2 separate regions of the Zea mays genome follow, and region 2 is linked to region 1. Evidence: chromatin contacts called from public Hi-C data. All regions are on one chromosome and are shown on one strand. Each heading gives the region's core, a stretch centred on a gene start, on an enhancer-like site or on the middle of the called end of the contact. The rest is flanking DNA. Distances are from core to core; before and after follow the strand shown.

Region 1 (3,412 bases), core at 219-2,718:
CAAGTTTTGACCTAGGGTTTTGAATTCTTAAAAACTTTAGCAGCTAACCATCCTGGGGCCCTTGTAACTTCTGATTTATAGACAGTTTGAAAGCGGTCACTGTAGCAAAGCTGTAGAATTACACTAAGTGCATAAATTTGATTAAGTTACTCAGCCCTAAAACCATATGGAACTGTTTGTAAACCTTGTTCCAAAGTGGAATGTTTAATCCAAAGTGGAATGTTTAATCCTAGAATTTAAGAACCTCAGTTTTTGCAGTGTGAAGCCACTTTGGAGGCTTGTTAATAGCTAATCTATACAGTTCTAGACCAAGGTTACTGTAACAAAGTGGAAGACCACATATTGGTGTGTACGTTTGGTAAAGAGTCCTACCCCTAAAGTCATTTAGAACTGGTAGTAACAGTGGTCCAAAGATCCAATGTCTTAATCTGGATATCAAACTTAGTACAATTTCAGAGGCTGAATTTGTGTGTTCGGTACAACTTTGGGGGTTCTTTGTGAGATATCTATGAGGTATTCAGCTATACTCTTAGTAGAAAATTTGAAGAGCATACATTAGTGACAAGGTTTTTTAAGGGAAGGTGGCTTGGTACTACATAAAAAGGAGAATAAAGCTTGCTTGAAAGAGGGCTGTCAGGTGTTATTATTGCCTGACTTCAGACATCAGTAACCATGACAGTGAGTTCTTGGTCACTTTGGGGCCCTGTAGATGTTGATCAATAATGTTTTGGATCAGGGTGCTTGTGTCAAGTTGGTAGTACATAGTAAGGAGAACAAACTTCTTATAGGTTGTAAGGCTTGGTACTACACCAAAATCAAAAAGAAATCGATGCTAAGATGGACTGGCAGGTTGTAGTAACTGAATTTTGTTCGGTAACTGAAAAACTATATGGCAGTGTGTGGTGTCTAGTTTGGAGCTCTTGTGCTCAATTAGTGTAGTTTTTGGCTGAAGTTTCTATAGTAAGTTGGTCGACTATAGGAAGGAGAACAAGTCTCTAGGAGTGTTGGATCTCGTACTACACAAAATTGTGCGTTGTGTGCTCTCAATTCTGCCTTGTCAGACATGAGGGGTGCAGCTCTGGTTCAGTAGACTGTAGATATGGTTCAGTGTTTTTCTCCAGATTTGGAGCTTTCTGGTGAATGATTGGTGAGATTCTGGTTCATAGTATCTTTAGCAAAAAGTTAGGGGGTTAGTGGGTGAACAAAGTTCATTAAAGATGGTTCCCCTGTTGTTGTTTAATTCTAGGAGAAAAAAGTGGTGAACTTGGTATAGGAGTCGACCTGAACATGTTCAGACGTGAGCAAAAATATCTGCAAGGAAATATCCCTCTCCACTACCGTTTCTACTGGTTTCCAGGGGGTAGTAAATGGATGAGGCCAGGGCTTGGACAGGGCGGGATCACCTGAGGTTGGCTTTGCTGCACCAAGGATAAGAATGGAGAGGAGGGTTCAAGCCAGTTACTGTCTGTCTATCTGTTGGCTTGATGTCCAGAGGGGGTTTGGCCGCAGCTGCTGCCTCCCTGTGCCCCTGCCCTACGTGGTGGCCATGCAATAGAAGTGTACAACATGTTAACTTTATATCCCCTGCTAGGTTCAACTCTGATCGCAACAAACCAAAGGATGGGATGACTTGCTATGGTTTTTGAGGTACAAAGAGAACCCTGCTGTGCTTCTATTATTTCCCTAGCTGGTTCATCGTGTACGGGAAATTGTCAATAAGCCAAAGTCGAGGGGCTTATTTGCTCTTGTCAGTGTCACGGGTATACAGTGCGCGGGACGCAAGTCTGAAATATTCGGGCGCGGGGTTCCCTACTGAAAGGGAAATATGCCCTTAGACCATTTCTATATTATTTTGGTGATTAAATGTTCAACACATTGAGTTATGACTTTAATGAGCTAAGAGTTAAATAGATGCAAATGGAAAAATAAAGGTATGATTCTAACACTTAGTAAATTGTTTTTGGTACTAACTATGTTCTACTAAGTGCTAGAAAACTTCTCAAATCAAGAAAAATTCAAAGGGAGAAGTTTGGCTAAGTTTAGCCAAATCTGCACCAGCCTGTGGTGCATCGGACTGTCCAGTGTGCACCGGACAGTGTCTGGTGCCTAGGTTGGCGCGCTCAGCGAACTGGCCGCTCTCAGGAAAAACTCAGGGCGTCACGACTATAATTCACTGGACTGTCCAGTGTGCTAGCTACGTGCCCAGCTAACGTCGACCGCGCGATCAGCGGGTGACACGTGGCTCTGCCAACGGTCAGAAGGTTGCACCTGATTGTTCGGTGTGCCACAAGACCAGTGGCTGGCAACGGTCAGCTTCGCCAGAAAAGGAAAGAAACCAGGCACTGTTCACTGTCCGGTGATGCACCAAACTGTCCGGTGCGCCCACGGACAGAATGCAACCAGAGCCTTCCAAATAGAACTCAAACGACTCCTAGCTCCCTTGGGGCTATAAAAGGGACCTCTAGGCGTGGAGCACTACACCAAGCATCCATTGAACATCCTACAACACCTAGACTTCGCAAGCACTCATTCGATTCATTGATATAGAGATTTGAGCATTTCTTTGAGTTGTAACTCCACTGCGTTGTTTTGTGTGCTCAGTTCTTGACTTGTGTGCGTGTTGTTGCTGCGACTCTAGTTCTTGTGTGTGTTTCTATTCCCTCCCTTACTCTTGTGGTTCTTGTGATGAATCTTGTAAGGGTGAGAGACACCAACTTGTGGAGATTCCTCACGAAGGGAATACTTGAGAAAAGGAAGAAAACCATTGTACTCAAGTTTGATCTTTGGATCACTTGAGAGGGATTGGGTGCAATCCTTGACCGAAGGAGGTCACCACAATGTGGAGTAGACATTGACCGAACCATGGGATAAAATCACCATGTCACTTGTGCATCTTTCTATCGTGATTATTTTCTTCCATAGAGTTCTCACTTATTCACTTGCGCTATTGTTCCTAAGTTCAATACATATCCTAAATGAACAATCAAGTGAAGAGTTCTCTTCTCTCTATTCATATCACCTTGGTTTTAATCCCACTAACATTTATTATAAACAAAGTTTGTGTTGTTTAGACTTGATTTTTACAGGATCACCTATTCACCCCCCTCTAGGTGCTCTCAATTGGTATCGGAGCCGTACTCTTCATTCAGGGACTAACCGTTTGAAGAGATGGATCATAAAGACAAGGGAATGGTGATCAACGACAAGGAGAAGGAGACTCTCTATGTTGATGAGCTAAAAGGTGACAAGCCCACCGACTCAGGCTCAAACAACAAGAAGAAAGATGGGAAGAAGAAGAGGCGCTTCAAGAAGATCATCTACTATGAGAGCAAAGCCTCCTCTTCTTCACCAAGGGATGACGATGACAACGACTTGTCCATGAAAAAGAAAAAGGTTAATCAAAATTATTCAT
Region 2 (3,254 bases), core at 317-2,816, 550 kb after region 1:
TAATCTATTTTTATGTTGACTTGTTCTTAATTCATAGCAATTGAGAACAAGTCCCCAACAGTCCACTACTTGTCTCATTTAGCAAAACCATAATGGAGCTTCGAGAGGCAAGGTCAAAAGTTTGAATTCTCAAGAACGCACACACACATTCTAACATGTGACTAGCGATCATGCAGTAGCTTCTTGGGCATGAAAAAAAAAATCCTACAACTTGTCATAGTTTTCCTTTTTCTATTATTTAAAAAATGGAGAGATGCTTGCTTTTGTCGATTGTCCATGTAAATGTCTTTTTTTCTAGAATATTTAACATAGGAGCGCGCGGGTTCAAAAAACCACCCTTGAAAATGCATCAGAAAAATCACTCTTAGGGCCCGTTTGTTTCCTTTCATTTCGAGGAATTAAAATCTTACTAATAGAATAGACTATTTTTTTAGAATATGACATTCCACCACTTTCCAAAGTTATCATATAAGCCTATCTCAAATTCATGGGGTGAGAGATGTAAATTGATTCTATAGATTTACATGCTAATTTTCCGATGTACAACTTATAGCACACTCTTTTACTTGCGCCTCTCTAACATAAATGTACTATATAACTATCTCTCTCATAGGATAATATACAAATATATTACATATATAAATATATAAACTTAATTAGTTTTATCTAAATTATAATTATTAAAATAGAATTCAATTCCAACGAAACAAACGGGCCCTTATAGTATTTTTCCCTTATAAAGAAGAGATACACCTAAAGACTTAAAAGGAGTTCTCGTAGAAGGAAGGAGGATGGCATGGGGGCTCTTGCTCAAGAAAATAAATAGTGAAAACCACAATACTATAGGTGGAAACATGCATGAAACTAGTTTAAAAATAAATTTCGTAACTTGGAAATTTTCAAAACTTGACATATGTAGGAGGCCTAGGAGCTCATTTCCTATATATCAAGAAGTTACGATGCAAAGTCATTTTTGAGAAACTCGTATGTAAATAATAAAATTCAAGTGCATGTACACTAGAAGACAAAAATCCAGCCTTTTGTCTTGTAGTGCACATGCAATTCAATTTTGTGATTTTTGTATGAATGTTTTTTTTTTTAAAAAATGAGTTTATATTCTAACTTTTGCAAGTGACTGCTAGGTATATATAGCTAGATTTACTACGTAACTGTCATTTTAAAAAAATAGATTACAAGAGTATTCTTCAAATCTAGTGTTCATGTTTTCCGGCTAGTAGGTGTTTTCCACCGCATATTTTGTCATCTATATCTTGCTCATTGGGTCACGCGTACAATTGACGTTATATAATGCAGTAATGCACTGGTTTAGTCATAGGTAATGAACTGACGCACTATCACTGACACTGAGGAGCCGCAGAGATTCGGCAGTTGCGCTAGATTGGCTGGACGCAGCAGAGATGACGGTGAGTTAGGCTGGTGATGACACAACACAAGGCTCCATTGGCAGTTTGGAACGCATGGCACTGGCAGAGTATGGCACGGACCCGTGGACACTTGGGCAGAGGCCGAAGCAGACGAGACGACACACCTCGTTACGGCGGGCCCACAGTGTCAGCGTGGCTCGAGATACCATCACGTGGGCAAATCCATCATCAACCAAGGGATAGTACAGACGGGGCGCCCTTTCCTAGCGTATTTCCAGTACGATTCCTTCCTCTTTTAGGCGACGCACAGGTTCTGGCCTCGTCTAGATCGAGCATCGATGCGCTCGGGGGATGGCGAGCAATCGGCCCCTCGTCGGGAGCGTGCGTGCCGTGCATCTATTCCCGTACGTGGAAGAGAGGAATAAAGGGCCAGCGGTGAAAAAGGGGAGGCCGGAGTGCCGGACCGGGAGAGCCGTCAATGCATGCAGTTCGCCGCTCACTTTGAAAAGCGGCAGCAGACTGCTTGGTTCCTTTTACCTCTTCTTCCTTTCCGCCACAGAGTACGGCCGGCCGGCGCCATTTGCGTACTTTGACCGAAATACAGGTACGTAGAGAGCTAGAGCACACACTGCTGCTGCTCACCTCTTCCTGTCCTAGTAGCAGCTAGTAACCCTGTGGCACGTATTAACAATCCCAAGCAACCCTGTGGCACGTATTGTAATCACCGATGATGATTTTGCAGTTTAGTTTCCATCAAGCTAATAAACAGGTAGTCTTTGAGAAGCTGCAGGACAAGACAGTTGGCCACTTGGTATTGACAACATGACAAGACAGTTGGGTCTGGCACTGCTAGCTCCATCAGCAAGGAGAACTAAAAAGCTAAGGGGGTGTTTGGTTTAAGGAATCACTATATCCAAATTGAGGTGGTGCATTATAGGTTGATTCCTCAAATTTGGTGGGATGACCACATTCCTCATATTAGTACTAACTAACTAACTATGAGGAATGAGGTGGTGATGGATTAACTCATTCCATTCCACAAACCAAACAAAAATAGTGAGGAGTGAGAAGATGATGGACTAGCTCATTCCTCAAACCAAACACCCTATAAGGGCTTGTTCGGTTATTCCCAATACACATGGATTGGATGGGATTGGAAAAAATTGTGAAGACGTTTGACTTGTCTGGGATTCAAACTCATCCAATCCCACTCAATCCACATGGATTGAGAGCTAACCGAACAAGCCCTAATTGTTCCTCATCCTCCAATATGATGAGGTGGAACCGTTTTCGTTTGGAGAGGATATGCAAACCAAAAAAAGAAAATTGTTGTGGGCGGGCGGACAAATGGAGCGGCCTGCGAAACGAGAGTCAATGCTGTTAGGTGGGCGCACGCACACGTATGGGCATACGTGTGTGACGCAGCAATAGTAGACGCAAGTGTAACTCTGAAGCTTCATCCATCCACGGTTTCGTTACCAGTTGTGTGGTTGTTGTGGATCTCATCTCACGCCCCGGGTCGGGTTCATTCGGACGCATCATGGTCCTTTCTCTTCGCCAGTTTCCATTAATTTGGAGAAGGCGTAAACTAGCTAGGCCCCGTCGTCAAACGACGATGCCATGGATCATTCGTCTTCACAGCTAGAATTTGGAGTATGGCACTCGTACGTGCTTGTCGACGATGCTTCCACCCCCAAGAAAGAACAATAGTCGTACAATACAACCTGCACACATCTCTGTCACCACCGCACCGCCTGTAGATCGAGGATAATACAATAATACTAATTAATAACCAACAAGAAAAAATCAGTCATATCAACACTTGAACAGCAGCAGGTTTTCTGTGACGAAAGTCCAGACATGGGCAAT

What was found. A called contact is a pair of places that touch in the nucleus more often than the background predicts.
Region 2: a Hi-C map of ear shows a contact between it and region 1, with 5 times the contacts expected there. The contact joins two enhancer-like sites. A contact is called at or near these places in 5 of 25 Hi-C or Micro-C datasets (bundle sheath, ear, endosperm and 2 more).

The regions. Positions count from the first base shown.
Region 1 is chr5:44,606,398-44,609,809 of Zm-B73-REFERENCE-NAM-5.0, forward strand. No RefSeq gene overlaps it. Among protein-coding and RNA genes, the nearest start is that of LOC109939473, 15 kb to the right of the region's middle. Within about 2 kb of position 1,469, at least 4 of the 20 cell types and tissues checked have an H3K27ac peak or open chromatin away from gene starts, as enhancers often do. A contact at or near this core is called in ear, where this site is marked.
Region 2 is chr5:45,157,000-45,160,253 of Zm-B73-REFERENCE-NAM-5.0, forward strand. No RefSeq gene overlaps it. Among protein-coding and RNA genes, the nearest start is that of LOC118472006, 85 kb to the left of the region's middle. Within about 2 kb of position 1,567, at least 17 of the 20 cell types and tissues checked have an H3K27ac peak or open chromatin away from gene starts, as enhancers often do. A contact at or near this core is called in ear, where this site is marked.